Linked DNA regions of Mus musculus: region 1 is linked to region 2. The links are chromatin contacts, called in public promoter capture Hi-C maps. All regions are on one chromosome and are shown on one strand. Each heading gives the region's core, a stretch centred on a gene start, on an enhancer-like site or on the middle of the called end of the contact. The rest is flanking DNA. Distances are from core to core; before and after follow the strand shown. Region 1 holds the start of Dchs2 (dachsous cadherin related 2). Region 2 holds the start of Glrb (glycine receptor, beta subunit).

Region 1 (3,314 bases), core at 41-2,540, 2.2 Mb before region 2:
CGTACTGTGGCGCGGTACTCGCCCTGCTCGAAAACTGGCGGGTTGTCGTTCTCATCCAACACACGCAGCTGCACGTGCAGGAGGCCGGTGCGCCGAGGGCTGCCACCGTCCCAAGCTTCAATGTGCAGCTCGTGCGCTGCCGCCGCCTCTCGGTCCAAGCGCCGCAGCAGCACCAAGTCTAAGGGTTCCAGCGGTGATGAGGACACCGGCAGGGAAGGCGACGCCGGTAACCCCGGCGTCCCATAGCGCAATTGGAAGAAGGGTCCTGTGGGATCCTGGGGCATGTCAGAAGCTTGCAGCAAAGTGTAGCCCTGGATGCTGAACAGTCCCGCGTCCGGGTCCTGGGCTCCTGGCAGGCGGAACGCTGTCCCGGGCGGGCTGAGTTCGGACACGTCCAGCTGCAGGGAGTCGCGGGGAAAGCGAGGGGAATGGTCGTTCACGTCGTTGACGCGGATCTCCACCTGTACCACCTCTCCCAACAGCGTGGCGGCCACGAAGCTATAGTGGTCCTGTCGCTCGCGGTCCAGACGCCGAGCGGTGCGGATGATACCAGTGTCCGGGTGCACGTGGAAGTCGTCCAGCAGCGGGGAGTCATCCGAGTCCTCCGAAAGAAAAAAGCCATTCCCATCCTGTTGCTGAGCTGCTGGCAACCCCGCGCGAATGTCACCCACCAGTGTGTCTGGGGGCAGCCCCTCGTCCACCGAGAGGCTGAGGTTGAACACCTGGGCAGATGAGCCCGAGGCTGCCCACAGCCAGGCGTGGACGAAAAGCCGGAGCAGGGAGCTCTGCGCCCCGGCGCCGCGGGGCCGCCCACGGGGTGACCCAGCCGGCTGACGCCCTTCACCCATCCTTCGCCCAGCAGGGCTCATTTCTCCTCCAGCTCTTTAGGAAGAAGGCTCCGGCTAGCTGCCAGCTTGTATTGGGATCTCAGAGCAACCCAGGAGCCTCTTCAGTATTAAGCCAGGGAAGAAAAGACTTTGGCAAACAAACGAAAAGACCCGGGAGTTCCCAAGGTGGCATCTGCAACTGGTGCAGACGTCCTCTGGCCGCAGCTCACGCAGGCGGGGGCGGCTCTAGCTGCCTCTGCCTCCGCGGCCACCTCTCCAGCCTCTGGATGTCTTTAAGGGAGTCCCATCGCTTTTTCTCTCTTCTTCTATTCCTTTTACATCTGTTCCTTGTTCTGCTCGGCTGGCTGTTTCCCCCTGGTAAAGTCAGGTGCATTATTTCTTTTGCCAAAAAGGAGGAAATTATTTAAAGCGCGCACACGGAGAGGAAGGGGATCCGGCCGGGAAGGGGGTGGAGAAAGGGCGGGGAGGCCGAGGGGGCGCGGGGCGGGAGGAACGGTGGGAGGGGCCGCTCGGGCAGCAGACTGCTACAGGGGCGGCCGCTCCCCCACCCACCCCACTCCACCTCCCGCGTCTCCCGGCGCTGGGGACTCCGTGGAGCCCCCTCTGACTGGGCCTCCTACTCCTTAGTCCCCTCCCCGTGCGTGATGCGGCTCGCACCGGGATGAATTCCAACCTGCGAGCCTCGGTTCTGTAGAAGGACTAAAAAACGGCTAGCCGGATGGACACGCAGCCCCAGACAGTGACGCTGATGGGGTTGTCTGGCTTGGCTTTGCGTGCAAAGTGTACTGGGTTAGGGAAGAGGCCAGTAGCTTGCCCCTAAGCTCGCTCTCTCCATCCTCAGAACAGCCCCTGCAGCGAGCCTGCCCATGGCTCCATGTAAGGTGGGGGTTATATGGTCACTTTAAGGAGACAAACTTGTGCTCTCTATTTGGCGAGAGAACCCCACCTCCTCAGCGGAAGGACAGATGGAGTCAAAAGGAGATGCACAGCTGGGGCCAGTTTGACTGTAAAGCAGGGAAGGCGGAACTTGGAGAAAAAAAAAAGAAGAAGAAGAAAGGAGAAAGAAAACTTCCAGAAATCCCGAAAAAATCTGTGACACACATGGCACGCTTTATTATGCCGAGCTACTATTTAGCAGCGTGCTAGTGTCTTGTCACTCCCCTCTGCCACCTGTGATGACAACAATGGATGGAGCTTGCGGACCTTTTTAGGCATCCAGCGCCATCATACCTGCCAGCATATTTTATGATGATGATTTATGTGCGGATTGACCTTGTGGCATAAGCCCCAGCACACGGCTTTACCTCCAGCCCTATGAGAAGAACCTTGCAGGGATCTGATAGCTCTTCCAAAGTAGCTTAGGGTTGAATCCAAAGACAATTCACCTCAGCCTGTGTAGTCTCGGGCTTCTCTCCTGCTATCCACAGCTATAGATGGAAACTGACAAATGGCCTCTAATAAAGTATGCTCCACCAGAGGAGTCTGCTCTCTTGAGAGCGGCCAGCCATATGTAGCAAAAGGTTTCTGCAATTTTGCATTTCAGCCAGAAGGAAGAATTAATTTCCTAGATACTGTTCTGTGCTAGGGGGAGACCAAAAGGCCAGCATACAGTTCCCCAGAAACCCCAGTGAAACGCCTTCTTATATTGAGTGGCCTATGCATGCCATTGCTAATTAGCAGCCACACCAACCTGTACCCCTGAAAAAATAATAATCAAATGATTTTCTTGGCAGTGTTGTATGTAACCAGAGATGCTATTAAAATAATGTCAGCCTCCCTTTTATCGATCAAGTGCCTTTAAGCATTTGGGAGATCAGGCTTGAGCCTTTGGAGTCTTCTTTCCAACTTAATGCAAAGGCATCAGGAGTCTTACAAAGCACCACAACTACTGCCACCACTGGTCCCTTCTGAGGTGGTTCTCCACCAAGCATTCAGACTGTTTCTAAAGCCAACACTAAGCCTTTAACCCCTATTCAGAACCTACATGATAGCTTCTTGTTTCAGACTCCTTCCTAAATTGCCCACCTTGCTCTTCTTCCCTGCTCATTGAAGAATCTTTGAGTTGTTGAGCTTCCCTGTCTAGATCTCTTTTTGCCCCCCCCCCCAAACAGGCTCCTTCTCCTTCAGGTCTCATGTAAGATGCCAACTGAGGGGACATCTCCCTGACTACCCTCCTTCTAGTGGGAGGGTAAACCTAGATCCTCACATTCTATTTCATTCAAAGTGCCTTTAAGTACCTGAGATCAGCTTGTTTGGTTCATCTGCTTGGTCTATTACTCCAATCTTACCCTCTTCATAGACTTAAAGCGCTGCTTTAACCCACTCCCCATGAGAGAGTCTGAGAGAGTGTTTGGTGAATAGTAGATCACTCTTCACTGTATGTATCCAGTGGCTGGAATAACTGATAGGCAGATAAATGGATGAACTTTTAAACTGGAACTTGGAAACCACAACTAAAGAGTAACT
Region 2 (3,126 bases), core at 196-2,695:
AAACTGTTTGAGTGCGTGTTACTTTTAGCTTCAGAAGATATCATGTATATTTAAGAGGCATTTAACTATTATAAATTATTTTGATGATTTAAAAATGTAAATACTGAATTGTATATTTTAAAATAAATTTTATTAGTTTAATTAATGAAGACAGTTAAAAATAAATAAATATTTAAAAATGTGAAAGAGATACCAAATTGACAAATCCAAAACATAAAAATAAAATAAAATAAAATGTGTGGTCATGTTTTGATATAATTAAAAAAGGCATGCTGTTCTATTTAGTGAAGCTTTAAAACAAGGCAGCTGTGACTTAGCAATGGAAATAAGGATTGCTTCCTAGTTATTGCTGCCCTTGTGACACAGAAAGCTTTGTGGAGCTGAAAGACAGTGTCTGGGTGGAGGGAATGCCCCTCTCTCATGTTTAACAGGCCTATACATGAATTAGTGGAACATCTGCTCTTCTACATACAAGGCTGGACCATGCTCACTTGGGTTCAAATCTGCTAGGCTTCCCTTAAGAGTTATTATCAGGTGGGCATGGAGGCACGGGCATAATAATATTCCAGCAGTAGCTTGAGGAAAGCAGATGGGATTCCGAGATACAGTCTGACCTCAGCAAACAAAACTGCGTTTATTCGACAGAAGCAAGGGGCATCAATTTTCCCACAGAAAGGGAAATTGTATGAAGAGAGGGAATGAACTCCTGTGGGGTCTTAAAGGAATGGGTAGGGTGCTTAAGTTTAAAAGAAGTTGTTTCTTAACTATGGAAATGAAAGCTAGAGTAGTTTAGTACCAAAAGGCAAAAACTAACTGGCACTGCCATGCAAAATCACTGCTAAATCTCTTTTAAGATCTGTAAACTCCAGGTGATTGAATCTCTTAATGGCATGAATTTCAATTTCACCGTCTATAAAATTGAGAAGGATGTACAGTTGTCTAGACACACTGAGGGTCAGTGGCGACACTATGAAGGGACCCTGTTGTGCTCAATGTCAACTGTGCAACCAATGTTAGGAGCAGCATTCCTTGCACTATGTATGCTATACTACTGTAATGATTCTGACCACATGAAGCCTGAGTAGAAAGATCAGACTTCAGAAATTGGAATTATCATTCCGACATTAAGATAGAAGGCAGAAAGAGAAGATGATGAAACCACAGGAATCTCGTCCACTTTGGTTCAGGAAGGCCAACTGCTGTCCCACATCATGTAGTTAGTGCCACAAACCTCCTCTTGAGCCCTGCTCCTTTATTTTAGCTCCTTTTCTAACAGTCTCCCGCTGGGGTCCTGCGATGATGCCCTCCAAAGAGCCCTAAGGTCCCTTCTCCCTCCCTTATCCCCGTCCCCACCACCACCGTGCAGCGTCTCGTCCCTCTCGGTGGCGACCTCCGCCGCCCGCGGTCCCCGCAGTTGTCCGCGGCGCGCCACGGCGCACGCTCAGGGGCGGAGCAGGCGCGTCAAACTCGGCGGCGGCGGCGGTGGCGGCGGTGGCGCGGGCGGCGGCGGGACTCGCTGGTCGCAGCTGCCTCTGCGCCCGCCACCTGCGCCGCCGTCACCTCGGCGGAGGGCTGAGGGGCGCGTGCGGTAAGGCCTGGCGGCGAGCTCCCTGCGGCGCGGGCTTCGGGTCTGCGCACTGCGGCGGGGCCGAGCTGGGGCCCGAGGCGGGCTCGGTGCAAGACGCAGTGTCCGATGCCCGCGGGGGCCGGGGCCGGGGTTTGGGGACCAGAGGCGCCGAGGGCCCTGGGGTGCTGTGGGGAGGCTCACCTGGCCCTGCAGCGGCCGGCCGTTCTGGAAAGCCACAGAGCCTTGCGGACAAGGGTCGCGCGGGAGCCCGGCTGTAGCAGCTAGCATCGCTCCAGGAGGATAAGGGGCTGTGAGCCAAGTGGGGACAGACCTATTGCAGTACTGGGACTCTCATCCCAGAGTGGTAGAGGTGGCTGCGGGTGAAGGACCTAGTGACATGCCCTTTGGGCCTGCTTTGGGGGTGTATAGGATAAATATGGGGTGAACCTGAGAAGAGGGGGCGGGTAAATACAGGACACTGGTGCTCCAGATAACAGAGTGGGATGGGAATTGGGCGTTTAGGTCTCAGTTTGCAGAAAACAATTTTATGATCTGAAAACAAAGCACACAGAAGAGGGTTTTTTTGTTGTTGATGTTTTGTTTTGTTTTTTGTTGTTGTTTGTTTTTAGCTATTCTGCTGTTAGTAAATGCTTGAGGGTTTGCTGTATTGTTTATTGTACTTTGGCAAGGATATTCTCTTCTGGGCATAGGCAGTGATGTTAATTTGTAGGTAGGAACATTATCTGAAGCACACTTCCAGTTTTGTTTCTTTACTATTACTCAGAACTATCTTTTGAAGATGACTGGTACAAGAGTTCCCACACGAATGGGAAAACTAACAAGTCAACTTACTGCATGGCATTTTTAGGGTACAAAGTAGCATGCAAATTTAATGATATTTTACAAGCAGTGAGTTTAGAGTGTTTCATGCCAGTCTTCCTTTACCTTTCTGTTTGTTGCTTTCCTTTGAATTAAGTCCGTTAGTGATTTTTTTTTGAAAAAAAAAAAAAAGCATAGAAATCCATACAACCTACATTTTAAAATTTGACATCAAGTGTTCTAGCTAGAGTGAACCATTTTAACAGTGGGTTAAGTATCCTTACAGGTATGAACCTATTTTGAAATACTCTCCAACTTAATGCCAAATTTTAATTTCATATAATCCCAGATTTGGAAATTGTACAATCTCCAATTGTCTGTTACTAGAACCTGGTTTTCTCTATATCTTTACTTGAACTGAGTCTCACCATGACTATAAATAGGCTTTCCTGCTATATAAAGGACACTCAAACGTTCAGTGATGTAGGATTTGAGATACGATTGCCCGTTGGGTAGCCATCATGAGAAGCTCCTTAAAGGGAAGTCACAGGCTTATCACATGCTCCCTAAGTGTGAATACCTTCTTGTTTTCTCTCCTAGATTGAGCTGCTGAAACTTCCGTTTTCAAGATGAAGTTTTCGTTGGCAATCTCCTTTTTTATTTTAATGTCCTTGTTGTTTGAAGACGCTTGTGCTAAAGAAAAGTCTTCCAAGAAAGGGAAGGGGAAAAAGAAGCAGTAC

Evidence for each region. Promoter capture Hi-C pulls out the DNA fragments that hold promoters and counts their contacts.
Region 1: a contact with region 2 is called in a promoter capture Hi-C map of liver, with 2.5 times the contacts expected there. The contact joins the promoter of Dchs2 here to the promoter of Glrb in region 2. A contact is called at or near these places in 1 of 39 promoter capture datasets (liver) and 1 of 484 Hi-C or Micro-C datasets (embryonic stem cells).

The regions. Positions count from the first base shown.
Region 1 is chr3:83,125,503-83,128,816 of GRCm38.p6, reverse strand. It overlaps Dchs2 (dachsous cadherin related 2), which reads right to left and starts at 1,290. Exons shown (of 20, transcript NM_001357165.2): 1 at 1-1,290. The coding sequence starts at 869. Gm10710 (predicted gene 10710) reads left to right here. Exons shown (of 1, transcript NM_001358023.1): 1 at 1-3,314. The coding sequence starts at 731. The coding sequence ends at 1,255.
Region 2 is chr3:80,911,979-80,915,104 of GRCm38.p6, reverse strand. It overlaps Glrb (glycine receptor, beta subunit), which reads left to right and starts at 1,445. Exons shown (of 10, transcript NM_010298.6): 1 at 1,445-1,588; 2 at 2,987-3,126. The coding sequence starts at 3,016.